3 separate regions of the Mus musculus genome follow, and regions 1 and 2 are each linked to region 3. The links are chromatin contacts, called in public HiChIP or PLAC-seq and promoter capture Hi-C maps. All regions are on one chromosome and are shown on one strand. Each heading gives the region's core, a stretch centred on a gene start, on an enhancer-like site or on the middle of the called end of the contact. The rest is flanking DNA. Distances are from core to core; before and after follow the strand shown. Region 1 holds the start of Il7r (interleukin 7 receptor). Region 2 holds the start of Capsl (calcyphosine-like). Region 3 overlaps Prlr (prolactin receptor).

Region 1 (3,114 bases), core at 568-3,067, 810 kb before region 3:
TGCGGTTCCCTTTGCTTGATTTGACTATCCTTTAGTTACTAGAAAATTGACTAGTAGATTGCTGCCAGCACAAAGTGGGAGGTATCGTGACATGCCTATGTGACGCATATGGGTGGTTATGATCATCAATCTAAAAACATTTCAAAATTTAAAAAGGTGAAGTGAAAATCCTGTTTAACAGCAAGAATTTTTACTTTTTTTTTTTTTTTGTAAGAAATAGCATGGCCAAGAGGGAAGCATAGGGGCAAAGGATTGTACCAAACAGCAGCATGGTTCTCGTGCTTCCTGCCAGCTATTTGCACACATTTAACATGAGATAATGACTCTCCCTCACCAAGTGACTCATGCTCCGTCATGCTGAAGAGTGTGACTCCTCTGATGATTCTCTTCATAAGAACATGCAAGGGTTTTCCATCCTTGCTGATTACAAAGTAAAGTCACACAAATATCTAAGCTTAGGATGCACAACTAAAGGCATTTGACTGAAGAGCTAAACTACAGAGCTAGGCTGATGTGTATTGATACTGTGCATAAAGAAAATACAGATGTATTTGATACAAGCTTATGCAATGTAGCTTTAACTGGTCTGGAACAAAGATGATTTTTCTGTCTCAGCCTCTTAGGCTTCAGGACTACAGGGATGTACTACTGCACCCAGTTTAGGAATGCACATATAGGCCAGCCATGGTGGTGTCTGCCTTTAATCCTAGCACTCAGGAACCAGAGGCAGGATGCACACACACACACACACACACACACACACACACGCACATACACAAAGACACACACACACACATTCCCCTTTTAATGGTGTGTGTGTGTGTGTGTGTGTGTGTGTGTATGAAAACAGTTTAATTAATTTGTAGAAACAAATTGGAGATTCACATTCCATGTAGCTGCTGTGTCTGCCAGAGACGTTTGAGTACAGTCCTGTAATTAAAATGCCTATTTTTAAGAAGTCAAGGTCTAAGTATTTTATGGATTCTGAGGAGAATTATGATGACCATATAATGGATTCTCTGAATATAAAAGCAACCCTGTGTATTTCAAAGAAGACACCTTCCTTAGCATACTACTGAATTATTCATCAGCAATCTAACATGAATCTGCCAAAGCTAAAGTATGTTGAAGAAATACATTATAGAGTAACTTCTAAACTCTAGACACTAGAAATACAGTTTTGGTGAATACACAAACCTCTCGTTTCTGGCCATTAATTTATCATGGGTATCTAGGGTTTTAGAACTCCATAAACAGTCAAAACAACAATGGCTTGATTTTTCAGTCTAATACAGTTTTGGAAGCGATCATCCAAAAAGCTCCAACAAAGAACTGATATGAGGTTTCTTTTTTGAAATTACCAGCATACATCCACATTTATGAGCCAGAATTTGAATGAAACTCAATGCTTCTTGACAGTTCTTGAGAGTTACAAGCCATTTGCAGTATTGTCATCATTCCCTCTGTCCTGGTGATTAATACCCACAAAACAACCTAATTAGTGCTAAATTCTTGCTTGCCCTGTTAGAGAACTGTGTAACTTGATCATATATGCTACAGGTAATCTGAAATCCTTTAAAAAAGGAGTTAGAAATGACTCACCATCCTGGGCATTTCCACTTTCTCCAGAAACAGCTTGAATTAAGCAGAAAACTATAGCGAAAGCTCTACCCAGAGCCATCATTCTGAGAGAGAGAGAGAGAGAGAGAGAGAGAGAGAGAGAGAGAGAGAAAGAATAGAGAAGAAGCACGCTTGTATGTGCAAGTGAATGAGAGAGAGGGAGACCCAAACCAGCTCTGTGCCTGCTAAACCACAGACAGGGAACTATGAACATCACAGAAGAAGGCAAGTGCCAGAAACAGGAAGTCTGAGCAAAAGGATTGCTGCTGTAAGCAGAGGTAGAGAAAACGGAGAGGTAGAGTGTGACTTTTTTTTTTCCTGCATCTTGGTATTCCCTGAAGCTCCTGAACTTAACTGCTTACTTTTGAGCAAGGTGGTAGACTTCAAGTGATGCTTCAGATGATCTCAGGGTCCAATGTAACAGGATCACAAGGCCAAAATCCACACTTACGATGCTCCTCAGTTGGTTGGGGATGCTCTTGTTTTAGGAATAATGATGCTAGGATAGAGTTGTCCCACTTAGGGCTGAACCCTCAATGGTCACGCCCAGTTCTCTGCTCTCTGAGAGAGAAGTGAGAAAAGAGCTTCTCTAATGAGAGGCAAGGCTGCACTATTCTATGGGTATAAGGACAAATGTCTAGAAGACAGTTTGATACTCTGTCTTTTAAACAAACAATAGTCCTGTGTTTTCCCCTATGCTCTAAGACCTCCCTGGCACGGGTTCGTGGTCAGATTTATAGTACCAGCCATGAAACACTCCCCTCAAGAACTCAGGGAACACCATGGAGGAGAGAAGGAAAGATCAGAAGAGGCAGGAGCCAAAGAGAAATACAGTGAAATTATCTATTATAAAAATAATAGGATCTTTGTGTTCATAATTTCACAGAAGCTATGGTTGTGACACAAGACTGGCATGAGATCACACCAATCCACATTCCAATATGGACAGAGCAGGTGTTCAAGAGGCCACATCCCTAGCTGAGGCCCTCCTGGCAGGTTGACAAATACCAGGCGATTAAGAGTTAGTTTTCTTTAAAAGTGTGTCCCATGGTAGGTTGCTCAAGCTCTAGTGGGCAGTTATACACTCATGAGCACAAGAGCTGAACTAAGTAGGTTCTGTGGATCCTTTTCTTAAATCATTTTAAGAATTGATTAAGTTATTTATTTATCCTAAATTCTGACTGCAGCGCCCCCCCCCCCATCCTTTGCTCCCAATCCCTCTTTCTCCCTTCCCTCCAACCTTCTCTAACATTCTTCCATTTCTCCACAGAAAAGGGGAGGCCTCCCTTGGATATCAACCAGCCTTGACATATCAAGCTGCAGTAAGACTAGGCACATCTTCTTCTCTCGAGACTAGAAAAGGCAGCCCAGTTAGCAGAAAGGCTTCCAAAGGCAGGCAATGTAGTCAGAGACAGCCCTGGCTTCGGTTTTAGGAGTCCCACATGAAGACCCAGCTGCACAACTGTTACATATGTGCAGAGGGTCTAGGCTTGT
Region 2 (2,854 bases), core at 351-2,850, 900 kb before region 3:
GTGGTGCAGATTATCATTTGAGAATGTATTAACTTGGCATAGGATTGAGAAAATGAGTAAATAATTTGGAAATGTTGAGAGGTTTCATAGCTACTAAAAAGAGAATCAGAAATGTGGTTTGAAAAGAGCAGTAGCATTACTGTATGGGCTTAAGAGCTGATCAAGAATTCATAATTTTATTTGATAAAGATAGGAAGAGCTCAACACAGAGGTACAGAGAAGTGATTTTTATAATCACAGTTAACCTGTTTATTCTCTAGATCTGACCAAATACACACACACACACACACACACATCCCAAACAAACAAACAAACCCAGCAGTCTTTTATTAGCAAGGAGTGGGCCTAGGCACCATATTCTAATCTCTAAATAGGATTTCCCATGAGGAGCTATGATGCCTTGGGAAACTGTGATTGGAAGAACCCATTTCCTGCACTCTAGTCCAGACCCTTCTGTCTACCTGACTTCACTCCACCCTAATCACATCCAACTTCTAGACCCATCCTTTCTTCTGCTCAGGGCCAAACTATTTGCTGATGATACATCCTGGGAGAGGAGAACGATTGTCTTCAGCCATATATCCACTGGTGACCTCACCAGGCTCCAATGGATGGTTCCAATCCAATGATTACACAGCCCTCCTTAAACTAAATCGGACCAAAACAAGACAGAGAGGCATGAATCTGGAAGTGAGAAGCATACTGAATCCCTGCCCGTGTCCGCACTTTCCCTTAATTTGTTAAATACCATGCCCTACTGGAAGGAGACTTGGAAAGAGACTAAGGGAAGTTTTGAGGCAAGTGATTATTAATGTTGAATAAATCTCATTTGATGTTTATGTCAAATCTCAGAAATTATACTGTTCATTTGAATGATATTAAAAATCAACTACCACACTTGTCTGAGTAAAATGTGTAACAGGAAGTGGACCAGAGGCCTTTCTAGAAAGTTCTGTTCCTAGTTTTTTGGATGACTCCAGGGTAGATGGAGCCTGGGGATGGGAGTGTGGTAGGCCGTTGGATGTTACAGATACTCAGGGTAGAAAATGTGGCTTAATTTACTCCCAAAGCAAACAACAAGCCTGCTTTTGCTCTGGCAAACATATTGCTAAGAACAAGTGTGGAGCTAATAGAGAACAAAGGGTAAAGTTACAGAAGCTAAAACACCGTGGGGAAAGGTATCTTCTTAGTGTGTGAATGTAGAATTTAAAAAACGAGGGCATTGCCTATAATTGCTGCTACTTGCTCCTAAGGGTTGTGGTTTCCTGATTCACCTGGCAATAAGTCACCAGGGAGACAGCCTTGTAGAGTCAGAAGGGAGCCGCCTGAAGCAAGTATGGCAATTTATCAAGCATTTCCTTTTAAAACGTGGGATACCAGTTTTGATGCTGTTTTAGAAACCAAACAATTGCCAGTAGAACTTCCGCCTACCATTTCTTCCAGAACAAACAGCTTGTTGGGTTTTCACAGTCACTGGGATTTCCTAGGTAACGAGGAGTGTAAACTTGAGAAAAGGCAGAACCAGCATATGAATGACAGCGAGCGGAGCCAATCAGAGCATGACTTTGCTTCAGCGTTCCCAGGCTATCCAATTAGAACTGAAAGCCTTGAAAGGCCAGGACAGCAAAGGAAGACAGGTAAGAGGGAGACACAGGACCATGGGAGGAGACTAGAGTCCCCAGGGCCAGAAGTCCAGAGTTTCACCGTGAAGCAGCCTGCGGCTACAGACGAGCATTTCAGGTAATTCAATGCTTTCATTTGTTTAATTCACTGTCACTGTTTTTGTTTCATTTTTAAGATGAGGATCTCTTATCTAAAAAGAAAAGTTAAAAGTCAGTGAGAATGCATGTCCTGACGAAGCCATCCCTAGACTCTCAGTGCACAAAGAGCACAGCTGGTCCCCAGGTGTAGACTTTTGGAATAGATGCTTAGACAAAAATCAATTTCATTTAGCAAAGGCAAAAGAGATAACACTTTCAGAGTGGTGCCTATTTGCTGGGTCATTGGATGAGAAGTTTCTTTGATGACTTGCAGTAACTATCCCGATGGCCACAGACAAAACAGAGCTTAGAATTCTGTCTCCAACTCACAAAATGATCAACAGATTTAGCATTATTCCCATTTATTCTGTGAGATAAGTTTGTACTGATTATACCACATCCTGTGAATCCATGACAGATGCAGGATAAAAATTTAGAGTTTTTAATTTAGCGTTTTTTTTTTGTTGTTGTTGTTACTTGAGAATTGAATACATTAGTACTATATTTATTTAATATCTACCCTCCACTCTCCACTCTTTAAATTCATGGCCTCTTCTTTTTTAATTCTCTCCCTTCTCCCCCCTCTCTGTTTCACACACACGCACACATACACACACACAGGCACGCACACACACACACACACAGTGAGCTTATTTAGTGATGCCCATGAGTACATGCATGTAAGACTGACTGCTTCGTGTGAGATGCGTTATCCAGAAAGTCCTCCCTATAGAAAATGGATTCTCTCTGTCTCAGCAGCCATTGATTGACTGGAGCTCTTTTTTCTTATGATTAAAAAAACAGAAAACCAAAAATCACTTCTTTGAGATCATAACTGTATTATGCCCCCATCCCTTAACCTCTCCAATCCTTCCCATATGCCCTCTTTGCTCTGTTTAAAATTGGCCATGTGTTTCTTTTTTTTTTTTCATTTTTTATTAGGTATTTAGCTCATTTACATTTCCAATGCTATACCAAAAGTCCCCCATACCGACCCACCCCCACTCCCCTACCCGCCCACTCCCCCTTTTTGGCCCTGGCGTTCCCCTGTACTGGGGCATATAAAGTTTGCAAGTCCAATGGGCCTCTCTTTC
Region 3 (2,811 bases), core at 217-2,716:
TTGCACATTGTACTTCCTAGTTTTTATGAATTTATTCACTTGTCTCCATCCACTTTGTAGGGACAACATGGACAGTTAAATCTTTGTCAGTTATATGAACATAATGCTAATTTCTCTCATATTTTTATTGCATGCTAAAAATAATGCTTGCCAAATGGAATCTTAGACATCCCAGAATAATATGGTCACTATATTTCTATTTCTGTCATTATTGAAAATACCCAGCTCAGTGCCTGGCTCAATAAATGTTTGTTTTCCTGGCTTGTCCTTCTAAATTTTTTTGAAATTGAGATGAGCAAAATATACATATGGCTAAAGCAATTTTATTGGAGATATTTTAACCACTGAATGACCTGTAGTCAAGAAATTGTTCATATAAGTTGAACCAAACAGATTTTCCAATCTGTGTACACCCATCTCAATGACAAGGCAAAATCCCCCTCATTTATCTCATTTGTGTCATATGAGAAGTTGATAGAAACAAGGTAAGATGAAATTGGGCTTATGGAGAACGAGTACAAGAAGTGCATTTAAATGCTATAAAGGAAGGGCCATCCCATCAAAAGGTGAATGGAATCCCTTTGAACAGTATGATTCATCACTATTATTAACAATCAGACCTTTTTAGTAATTGTGATCTGGACTCATCCAATGCTCAGGTTGTGTTACAGAACTGTGCAAGGTGTGTTTGGATTACTTGAAGACCTCTTTCTGCTCCCATTAATTCTCTAGTGCTGAGTCTTATTGGAGAATTAACATATTCTTTCTCACAGTGATTATCAGTTTATACAGCTTGGCTTTGGGCAAAGGAGCACTGACTTTGCTGTACTTCTATTAGAGCCATCTGCTTTTAATTCTAGGGCTCATGTGTATAGTCTCCCTCCACTATAGAGTCTACACACTCATCCCACTATTTTGAAGCTGGGAGATGCAACTTCCATCTTGGTGTGTAGAATTAAGAAATAAGGTCATAAGGCTGTTAACATGCCCACCCTCTCCTCTTCTCCAGGGACCTTACAGAGTATGGAAAGAAAATCTCCATCTAGATTTGATAGTCCCCCTAAAGTGTTCAGGGAAAATCCAACAAATTCCTGATGCTGTGTAATTCAGAATTCTTAACAACTAAAATTATGACTCTTATGGTAAGCACCTCCCAAACCATACTGCACAACAGCAGCCAACCCTGGGAGCATTAAACATTCTCTTTTAATGACCAGGTTCATATTAAAATGTGTTCTTTACAAACTGACTTAAGGTTTATATTGTTTTATGAGTTTTATAAAATACTTTTAAGTCTAGAACATAGCCAAAATACCAGTGGGAGGTTGGCTATTGAATAGGAGTGGAAGAAAAAACAGGAATTTCATAAGTATGTTTAGAAAAAAGTTGTAAATGCCATAGTACATGTTTGGAGTGGTGTTTACTTCTTATGAAACTTAGAAGGTAACCTTAAATGACATTGCTGGTAGTTTCATTTTACGTGATACTGCACTGTTGCTGAACTGGTATTCATGGGATCCCAATACTTTCTCAGAGGCAGCATTTTTAAAATGGTAGCAGTGTTTAATTTAAATTTATTTTAATAAGCTGTTTCCTAGTGCATACTTACACCACTTATTATATGAAAAACTAGAAGCAAGCTCTTTCTTTAACAAACTTTATTAAAACCTGTTGATTTGGTTTGGTTTGGTTTGGTTTGGTTTGGTTTGGTTTGGTTTGGTTTGGTTTGGTTTGGTTTGGTTGGTTTGGTTTGGTTTGGTTTGATTTGGTTTGATTTGGTTTGGTTTGGTTTGGTGGAAGGGAAAAATGACATTCCAAAGCTTTCTGGAACTAAGATACTGAGGCACATGCTAAAACATTTTATCTTTGGCCATTCATCCATGGCATGTTTTTCTAAAGACAAAAATTGCACTCAGCTTTCAACACCTTCTATTTTCCTTCTAATTCTAAATCAAATCTGACTCATGCTTCCACACAGGCTGAGCTCTGCCTCTCCGTCCACGGCCCTTGTGTTCCTTGTCTTTCTTCATTTGCCAAATTCAAGTCTTGAAAATGCAAACATGACTGAAAGCGCCCAAAAGTTTCTTGGAGCTTCTCCTGGGAACAACCAAGAACAATCAACAGAAGAAATTCCAAATCCAAGTTGCAGTCAGATTGTGAAACCATGAAACCTAAGTGGCAGGGCTGATCTTTTCTGTGCCAACTTCCTCCAAACTAGAATCACCCTCCATCTCCACTTAAAATTTTACTTATAGTTTGACCATGTTTTTATTGAATAAAGAGTTTCACAAAGTACCGGGAAATTGCATAGAAAATGTAGCAAATGCCTATTTACAAACATCAAATGTTCTCAGTATCAGTATTTTCCCTTACTTGTTTCATAACCAATGAACATCACAGAAGCTAGCATGCATATTCTTCAAAACTAAATTCTTTACTTCTTCATTTAATATCACCCTCAATATTGAAGCTGTTGTATATGCTTCCTGTCTTAAAAAAATACATTTACTTCATATCCATGTTTCAGTAACTGATATGTTTCATCATTCAAATTTATGGATTTTTATATTTATAAGGCTCAACTTCTTGCTACTTGAGGTGGCTATAGACATATATCACTCTACTTTGATTTTGGTTTGTTTCTCATTTGGTATTTTGAGGTATCAGTAGCTTCCATTTATTGGTTCTATTTGCTGGATGCAACTTTAGAGTTTGGAGAGTTTCTCCATAATATAAATGTATAGGGTGATATAAAAAGCATATTTTTATAATCCCTAGATACTGACAAATTGTTGTCTCCAGGGTATTTGC

What was found. Promoter capture Hi-C pulls out the DNA fragments that hold promoters and counts their contacts. HiChIP or PLAC-seq counts read pairs in DNA pulled down with a chosen protein or histone mark.
Region 1: an H3K27ac HiChIP or PLAC-seq map of large pre-B cells shows a contact between it and region 3, with 5 times the contacts expected there. The contact joins the promoter of Il7r here to the enhancer-like site in region 3. A contact is called at or near these places in 6 of 39 promoter capture datasets (the C10 cell line, cranial neural crest, embryonic stem cells and 2 more), 1 of 115 datasets of contacts at active chromatin or transcription factors (large pre-B cells) and 1 of 9 other capture datasets (adipose tissue).
Region 2: a promoter capture Hi-C map of embryonic stem cells shows a contact between it and region 3, with 11 times the contacts expected there. The contact joins the promoter of Capsl here to the enhancer-like site in region 3. A contact is called at or near these places in 6 of 39 promoter capture datasets (the C10 cell line, cranial neural crest, embryonic stem cells and 1 more), 1 of 484 Hi-C or Micro-C datasets (bone marrow-derived macrophages), 1 of 115 datasets of contacts at active chromatin or transcription factors (large pre-B cells) and 2 of 9 other capture datasets (adipose tissue and macrophages).

The regions. Positions count from the first base shown.
Region 1 is chr15:9,528,059-9,531,172 of GRCm38.p6, forward strand. Il7r (interleukin 7 receptor) reads right to left here and starts at 1,818. Exons shown (of 8, transcript NM_008372.4): 1 at 1,603-1,818. The coding sequence starts at 1,684.
Region 2 is chr15:9,434,428-9,437,281 of GRCm38.p6, forward strand. It overlaps Capsl (calcyphosine-like), which reads left to right and starts at 1,601. Exons shown (of 5, transcript NM_029341.1): 1 at 1,601-1,740.
Region 3 is chr15:10,336,750-10,339,560 of GRCm38.p6, forward strand. Prlr (prolactin receptor) reads left to right here. Exons shown (of 10, transcript NM_011169.5): 10 at 1-271. Among named protein-coding and RNA genes, the nearest start is that of Gm41269, 20 kb to the right of the region's middle. Within about 2 kb of position 1,467, at least 6 of the 459 cell types and tissues checked have an H3K27ac peak or open chromatin away from gene starts, as enhancers often do.